2 separate regions of the Rattus norvegicus genome follow, and region 2 is linked to region 1. The links are chromatin contacts, called in public Hi-C maps. All regions are on one chromosome and are shown on one strand. Each heading gives the region's core, a stretch centred on a gene start, on an enhancer-like site or on the middle of the called end of the contact. The rest is flanking DNA. Distances are from core to core; before and after follow the strand shown. Region 1 has its middle 26 kb from the start of Mir184. Region 2 holds the start of Rasgrf1 (RAS protein-specific guanine nucleotide-releasing factor 1).

The links. A called contact is a pair of places that touch in the nucleus more often than the background predicts.
Region 2: a contact with region 1 is called in a Hi-C map of frontal cortex, with 3 times the contacts expected there. The contact joins the promoter of Rasgrf1 here to the enhancer-like site in region 1. A contact is called at or near these places in 2 of 12 Hi-C or Micro-C datasets (Schwann cells and frontal cortex).

Annotation. Positions count from the first base shown.
Region 1 is chr8:99,246,799-99,251,268 of GRCr8, reverse strand. No RefSeq gene overlaps it. Among named protein-coding and RNA genes, the nearest start is that of Mir184, 26 kb to the right of the region's middle. Within about 2 kb of position 2,683, at least 19 of the 93 cell types and tissues checked have an H3K27ac peak or open chromatin away from gene starts, as enhancers often do.
Region 2 is chr8:99,322,302-99,326,854 of GRCr8, reverse strand. It overlaps Rasgrf1 (RAS protein-specific guanine nucleotide-releasing factor 1), which reads right to left and starts at 1,793. Exons shown (of 27, transcript NM_001170531.1): 1 at 1,391-1,793. The coding sequence starts at 1,663.

The DNA.
Region 1 (4,470 bases), core at 1,434-3,933:
TCATGATGCCTTTTCTATGCTGATGGTTTTGCCTCTGAAACTGTGAGTCCAAGTGGACCTTTCTTCCTTTAAATTCTTTTCTGCAACATATTTTGTCACAGCAATGGAACAATAATGGATATAATAACCATATTAAATATTAATATTCATTTAACTGAAATTACCAACCCTATTTTTCTCTGATCTACTAAGCTGAAGGAAAGATTGACTTCCTTTTTACATTTTCCTGACAAGAAAAGATGACATTACAAAGTTCTTGTCTTATGCAGAGACTATTCAGTGATTAAATGAACAAGAATGTCAGGAAAATGTTAGAGTCAAGTCAGGCACATTGATGAAAAAACAATGTTCTATTCCCAACTTTTATTAAGTTGCTAATACTTTCTAGCTTAAAAATTATATTATGTGATTCTTTTTCTCATTTAAAACCAGTCTTGGATTTTTTTTAACTTGATTTTGGTTTTTTAACCATTTGTTCAAACAGGCTACCACCCCTTGAAAGTGAGTATGTATACAGATACACAGACACAGACAAACAAATACACACAGAGACATATACACAGACACATGCAGGCACATAGACAAACACACAGAAACACATAAACACACAGAAACAGACAGACACACCCAGACATATAGACATACACACACACATAGACAAACACACAGAAACACAGACAGAGACACACAGAGAGACAGACACACAGAAACAGACAGACACACCCAGACACATAGACACACACACACACACACACACACACACACACACACACAGAAACACAGACAGAGAGACACAGAGACACACACACACAGAAACACAGACACACACACACAGACAGTCAGACAGACACACACACACACACACAGAAGCACACAGATACCCCTTTATAAGCTTCCAATTCCATGAAAAGTGAAACAGCCCTAATACACCCTTTCTGATTTCAGACTAACACATCTTCCATGGCATGCCTTCCTTCTCTACAGTAGGGGACAGTGCCCTCTTTTCTGGGAGTGTCATCAGTGCTCCCTGATTTGGTGGTATGGTGATTGGTTTCAGACTCCTTTGAAGTTAAGAAATACATGCTTTTGGTTTCTGTGGCTGTGTCCAGACACTTAATGTGAGAGTCTGAGTGTGAGGGAACCTGGAATAAACAAACAGTCACTGCCCTGCGGAGCCCAGAGCACCTGAATGGTACATTGAGGCCTGGGCACTCTTGCCTGTTCTTCTTGCTGTCTAGAAGAGACTGCTTTACTCAGGGATCCAAATATCTAATGGAGATGAAACCACACACCTTCTCCCCACCCCGACCCCCCAGCCTGTGCTGAGGGCACAAATCCTGGGCAGCCTTTTACCCTATGTAGTCACTGGGCTGGACCGGGCTGTCTCTGGGAGGCTGACTCATGTCAAGGAAGCAGATCTGGGAATGACTAGAGTTCCTGGTGGTAAGGCAGAAGAACTGGGCATGAATGGAGGGATGTGGACATGTGCAAAAGGGAGAGGCAGTCACCGAGCCTCAGGCATGGATGCCCTACAGGTACCTACCAGCTCCTGCTTTTTAATTGAGGGTTGCCCTAGAGAAACTGGGAACAAAGTAATTTTACCCTAGAGAACATCTCTTAAACCCCATGAGCCTTGCTGCACCTGACAAAATCAGCTTAGGGGAGAAAGGGTTTATTTTGGCTCACAGGTCACTGCAGCAGGGAAACTACAAAAGCAGCAGCTTGTCCCATTACATCCTTAAACAGAAACAGAAAAACCAATAATTACATGCAAGACAGTGCTTAGCCCCCTCTCTCACTCACTCTTGGGCCTATCCCACAAACGGCACTCACTACCTGCATTCTATCCGACCTTCACAACTCAATTCACCCAATTCCGAAACTCCCTCACAGCCTGCCCCCCCAGGCCAATCTAGTCTAAATAATTCCTCATTAAAACTTCCTTTCCAGGTCATTGTAGGTTGTGCCAAGTTGACAATCAAAACTAACCATCACACTCATTTTCCTTACTTGTAAACAGTGATGGATACTGGGGAAAGCAGAGAAAATGACGTCACTTCTCTGAGTGACATTCGCTGATGATTGTCTTGGCCTTGAGACAGTACATATCTGGAGTTCAGTGGTGACTTGGTTTTAACCCTGGCTTTGCCTTGTTGCCTGCAGAACTTTTCACGGTTATCAGGACTGCACACCTTTGCCATATGGAAGCTTCTAGATGTTGTAAACCGCATATATTTCTGGAATAGAGTTGTGAAGTTTCTGGATGATGGGCATCTTCTGAGACTACCTAGACCAGCCATTTTCACATCCCAGCCTGAATCGTTAGACCAAAATCTTGTACAGAGAAGCCAAGGCGTCTCCATGTTCAAGACTCACGGTAGCACAGGCCTGAGAGGCTCACAGGTGCTCCCTCTTGTGGGGCAGTCTGCAAGCCGCATTCCTCATCCTGGTGTGGGAGGAATATCTGCAAAGCGTATTCCCTGTTGGAAGCCATGACCTAATCTTACATGGGAGTGAAGATCACAGAGAAGAAAATTACCCAGGATGACTTAGGAACCCTTTGCTTTCTCCTGGCCTCAGTTTCCCTATCTGTATCTGAGACCGCAATCTTCCACGATTTTAACACCCCAAGCACGTACTACATTGACGCATGATGCGGGCGCCCCCTTGTGGTAAGAAAAGGCCTTGGATGCTGCAGGAGCTGATGTGTTTGTAGGTTTACGCAAATGGAGGCCCAACACAGGCCTTCCTGCTTTCTGCCCGATTTAGTGCTTTGTCTTGACAGAAGACTGCGAGGTTAGCGTCTTCTCTTGATTGATCCTCATATTCTCACACCAAGTGGAGCATCAGGAAGCCTAAAAAGGCATGATGGGAAGTGTTCCCTTGGCGATGCCACTAACTACAGTGTGATTTTCGCCAGGGCCTTTTGCCGGAAGCAGGCTTACATAACCGCAGAGCTGGGGGATGGGCACTGTTAGCCTTAAACCTGGCATCTATGGGTCTGTGAAATCCTCTGAACTTTAGGGAGCGTTTGTGCAGACCAGCAGTTGTAGGAGACAAGGGTCCAGTGTTTTGTCTGATTTTCTTGAGGTGGCTTTGCCATTCTGAGTGCCTTAGAAGCTCTAGTCCAGAGGCTTCAGGGGAGGGGCTTACTCGGAAGGGTCTTGCTCAGAATGCTCACATCGGGCAAATGCTCATTTTTAGTCACCAATACTGAATAGAAAAGCTTAAAAAGCCAAAGAAAAATGAAATAATAAAGTCCCCTAGATCAGAACTGACAACCAGGGCAAATGGCTCAACTCAGTGGCCTTGTGATTCTCCTGTCCTGTAGTCCAACCATGATCCCTGGGAACTCCAAAGGCAGGAACTGACAACAGGCAGACTTGGTCGGGCTCTGTTAAGCTACGACGATGGGTGATGCGCTGACTGCAGTCTTTAGTCAGCTTTACACTGTCACCGGATAGGGTTCTGTCGCCTTTTGCAAAGCACGCATGGAGAGAGGAACAGGGTCGCAGAGGTGGAAGAGGGAGGGAGGCTAAGTCCCCAGGGTTAGTTCACGTGATTCTCACAACAGCTCTGGAAATTAGGTATGTGATCACCACGTACTTTTAGAAACAGGCTTGGAACTGTAGCGTGACTTGTCACATACCGGAAAATGTGTTGATGACTGGGCAGTGTGTGTCCATGTGCATATATATGTGCGTGTACATGTGTATATGTATGTGTGTGTGTTGGTATATGTGTATGTATGTGTTTGTATTTGTGCACGTGTGTATGTGTGTGTACATATATGTGGCTGTATGTATTTATGTGTGTGTTTATGTATGTGTGGATTTGTGCGTGTTTGTATGTGTGCATGTATATATGTATGTCTGTGTATGTCTGTGTGTGGCATATTTTCCTCTAAGCTTTATTATGAAGCTTTTTAAAAAATCATCCTATATTACTTAGGCTTTGACAGTCTCATACATATATACCATGTATTTTCTTCCTGTTCATCTCCTTTACCCTTTCTTGTCATTTTGCCACTCCTGCTGAGCCTTCCCCTCGCCCCAATTAGGACCCATGATGCCACTTTCATGTCTTTTTTATAAAGATGAACCACTGAGTTTTGTGAGGGTTGCTTACAAAGTCATGGCCGCAAAGGCGTTATTACAGGAGACTATGCCCCTTACCAGTGCTACTCCACTGAAGACAATGACTTCTCCTCTCCCAGACACCATGGACTGCTCAACTTTTAATGTGATTTGCAGCTAGCCCATATGGTCCTCACAGCACTGCTGGCGGGGGGTGGGTTGGGGGGCAGCCCTGAGGAGACATCATGTTCAGCTGCTGGAGCTGCTGGCATGTCCACTGGGGCCTTCTGAGCATGCTTCCAAGGTGCTGACTGAGGTTCTTGCCCCAGCTTCTGGGCTGAATTTCCTGCTGAAGAGCAGTTTCTGACAACCCATAACTCTCCTGTTCAGTTTC
Region 2 (4,553 bases), core at 544-3,043, 76 kb before region 1:
GCCCCCCCCCCCGCTTCCAAGCCTACCCCCACCCCCAGAAATCATCACCTAGCACTAAAGGAGCTAAGGCAAGGTATGAAGAGGGTGGTGGAGGACAGGGTGCAGATCTCTGTCCTAATTATGGAGAAGGAGACTTCAAGGGTGGCTGCCATCCCAGTCAATTCAATTGCCACCAGCCTGAATGTTTTTGAGATCCTGGTTGGTTGTCTTCTCAGAACATTACGTCGACGTCCACTCCTGCTATGACGCTGTGCAAAAAAAATCAATCAATATTTCTCTCTTTCCTCCCCCCTCCCCCTCTCTAGGCCCCAGTGTCTCCATCCGGGCAACTAGCCAGGTGGGGCTGGGCCCTACGAATGTCAGGCCTCTCCTAGAGCTGACATTTTAGGATACACTGTCATGTATTTTTCCTTCCCTCCCAGAGGTCAGGGGACTAAATGCCTTGGGGGGGCAGCTATCAAGCTTAAAGATATCTCACCCCGAGGGTTCCCACCCAGAGGCTGCAGGTGCCCCTCCCCTTTCAATGGCAAACTAGCGCGTCTGTCAAGTCTAGGCCCAATTGCGCATCGAGGCCTAGCCCTTTAGCCTTGCTGTTTGGGCAACATCAGCAAGCGAGGGAACGAGTGAGCACAGCGCTACCGCGGCGACTGCAGCGGCCGCGGCGGCGAAGGGGGCGGGGGAGGAAAGAAGAACCCACTTGTCCCACTGCTTCGCAGCAGCCCAGGCCCTGGCCTCTGCGCATTTTAGCGGTTTTTGTAACCCTGGGGTTTGTTAGCTTGGCCAGAACCAGCTGGTGCACACCATCACTAGATCGCACAAAATGACTCCTCAGGCCTTCGCACCCCCCAACTGGGCCAGCTAGCGCAGATTATTCCTCGCCCCTAGCTGCAGGAGGCAGGGGACCGCGACGCTCCGATGTCTGTCTCACCCTTTCCAAGCTCAAGTGCAAGGAATTTCACATTTGGGGCAGAAGATCGGGCTATCAGAGATGGGGGGTGGGGGTGGGGGTAGGGATGGGTTTAGGGGCACCATTTTGAGTGGGACGGTGATGAGATTCCTTGCCCGAGTGGGTTCTTTGGACCCCATCTTCATCTGTATCTCCAAGTTTCAGCCTCTCTGTCCCCGCCCCCCCCACCCCCCACGGGGCTCACCCTACCAAGGGCGGCCGCAGCTGGTAGCGGCATCCTACCCGCAGTCCCTGCCTCCCTCTGCCCGCACTAGGGTCACCCTCCCAATTTGGTCCTGCGTGTTCTTCCCGCGAAAGATGCTGAGACTCCCTAAATGCTTAGAGTAGAGGGTCAAAGTTCTGTCACTGAAGCTGGATGGAAGTCCCTGAACCCGCAAAGGCCTTAGCGGGGGCGCGGGAGGTCGGGACGCGGCGCTCCCTCACCTGTTTGTCGGACTCCTTGGAGGAGGTCCCTCGCTTGGGGGAGGGCATGCGTTTGCAGATACTGCCCTCCAGCAGGTAGAGCCCCGAGGGCCGAGAGCTCGAGTCACTTTCGAAGTAGAAGAGCAGGTTCTGCAGCAGCGCAAACCACTTGGTTTGCCATTTTGGGTTGTCCGAACTCCTCTTGCTCAGGTAGCCTTTGCGCGTGCCGTCTCTCTGGGCCAGCAGTCCCAGGGACACGACGTGGCCATCGTTCAGTCGGATGGCTTTCTGCATGGTGCTTGGAGGCCAGAGAGACCTCACGCACTAAACATCTCCGAGAGGCACCCGACTGCCCCTCGTCGGTGCGCGCCGCTCTGCCGTTCTCTGGCGCTCGCTGAACGCTCCCTCTCTCTCTCGCTCTCTCTCGCTCTCTCCCCCTCCCTCCCGCTCTCTCCTACCCCGCCCCTTCAAGATATACACTTTGAGATCTGCCGCTGAGCTCCTAGGTGGACCCCTCCTTGCTGAAAGCTCTTCCCTCCGCAGAGCTGCGGGGCCCCTGGGGATGTCGCCCGACCCTCCCTCAGCGAACTGAGGGAAGGGCGGTCTGAGCGTTGGCAGGGGGCAGCAGGCGGAGTCATATGACGCCAATCCCTCGAAGAGCCCGTTTCAGCAGCGCGGACAGGGACACACGCACGCAGCCCCGCCGAGGCGCAGAGCCGCACGCAGGCTGCACCTTGGCGCCTCCTCCCCTCCCCGGACACACACACGCAAACACACACGCACGCACACGCACACACACACACACACACACACACACACACACACACACACACACACACACACACACGCCTACTCCTCGCTCCTTGTTTTCCTCTTCTCCACTTTGGGTGTTCTAAGCCAAATCAGATCAATTTTCGTTCAACCCAATGGCACCCCGGAGACTCACCTCCCCGGAGTTTGCGTTCTTTGCGCCCCACCGCGGCACACCATAGACCTAGGGTTAGCCCCATTTGTCATTTTTCTCTCCTACAGCTTTCCCTCACCTTCTTTCCCTACTTTATTTTTCTAATTCAAGGTGGATGGAGGAAGGTGGATAGCGAATGTACTAGGGATAGGGATGTACTAATTTTTGCATAACCGTTCGGGTCTCTCTCTTTTCTTCTTCTGATTTCAGCTCTATTCCTGGCTGACTTCGCCAGCGACCCGAGAATACAAGGGGTGAACTTGGGTGGGGAAAGGTGACCGTTTATTTTTATTCCATTTGGAGCGTTGCCATCATTACCGGTGTCACCCCATGAACCCTAAGGTCTGGCTGGCAAGCCGCTGCTGGGAGTTTTCAGCAAATACCCCTGAAGCCTGAAGGCGGGCTTCAAACACAGGCGACGGGGACCATGGGAGCCTTCAAATAGCTGCGCTGGCGCAATGATACCTTAATGATAGATTTTCCGTTCTTATTTTTAGCTTCAATTCGCCTACACAGTTACACGGCATTTATCCGAGAACGTCACAGCGCCCGCATGCTGCACCGGCAGAGCGCGCGGGCTGCCAGGCCAGCCGGGTTCTGGTGCGGGGAGCGCGCATCGCCGTCTGCCGCAGAGGGCAGCGGCCTCGTTGAAACCGGGAACGGCGCCCGGCGCTGACAGTTTGCAGCCGGGACGGGTGTCCTCGCAGCTCTCTGGAGAAAAAACACCATCTTTTCTCACAAAACCGCGAAAGCCCTTCCCCCTTTAGAGTGCACACACACACACACACACACACACACACACACACACACACACACACACACACACCATGGTCTGGAATGGAGCTGTTCCAGTTCAGGACATAGTGGCTCAGGCCTGTGCTCTTATATGATGTTAATTTTTCTTCCTCGGATAATCAAAAGAAAAAGGGGCTAAGCCCCTTAATGCAGTCTTGATTTGAGAGAGAGAGAGAGAGAGAGAGAGAGAGAGAGAGAGAGAGAGGCTGTGGAAATGATTGTAATAATTTTTCCTTGTTTTTCAATTTCCTTTTTTCTCCTGTCCCATTCTTTTTCTTACCTAGACATTCTCCTCTTTTCAGACTGCATCTTGGTATGTAGCCCAGGCTAGCTTGAATTCTTAATTCTTCCACATCAGAGTCCTAACTGCAGGCAACTCACTAACTTCCCTTGCCTTGGTTGTAGGGGCATAATTTTCAGTATTGAGGTTTTTATATAAATTCCCATTTTGAAGCCTGTTACAGAAAGGGCCAAAGAAATATTTGGTAAGGGGCACTATGCTAAGAGCACTTTGCCTCAGGTCAGCCATTATGCTTCCTTCAGTGTAGGTTGGGTTTGAGTTCACAGGCTTACTCTAATGGAAAGTGAAGGTGTTGGGATTTGAATCAGATTGAGGCTGATGTAGAGCAGGGCTTTATTGGGGTTTATCCCCCAATGGTGCGGGATAGTCAGGGAGAAAGTATTTCTGTGTGAGGTAGAGCAAAGGTTTGGCCTTAGTTGAAGACTGCATGGCAGACAGACCTAATGTACCTATAGTTCATGGATCTGACTGCACCTGAAATGTAGGTTTATGGATGGGTAACGCGTCTTCACAAGGAATTTCACTACAGGAGTTTGGAGACTTACTGATCTATGGCAGAATTAATGATGCTGCCTTGGGCACATGAATTGCCTGAGATTGCAGTCATAGCATACATTGTCATTCAGGAGAGCCGGGCAGGGAATGAGACAGACCTGCCAGTGACACAGCCCCACTGAGTTGCATTAGATTTTGGGCACTTGGGAGGTGGGAGAGTATGGTACTCATCAGTCTCTCACACACATCTTAGTCTGTTGGCTGGATCCTGGAGATGCAATGATAAGAAAAACGTAGTCCCTGCTTTCTGAAGCTTGGACTTGCCTAGGAACATCTTTGCTCTATAACTCCTAGGATAGCCAGAGTGGGGAAAACACCTTTCTTGTGGGTCTGAGGAAGGCATGCTAAGCCAAAGTGTCAGTCAGGAGAAAGAATTGAGCCCATTTCAGAAACTCTGAACTTCAGTGTATTTTAGAGGTTCAAAGCCTGTGTTCAGACCTTACTTCAGGCCAGTGATGACAGAATCTGGACATGGGAAATCCCAACATGGAGCTAGGGTTAAGAACCATTAAAGCTTGCCCCCCTCCCACTGACCTGGTTAGCACTGGGGTGCTGGGATCATATACTTT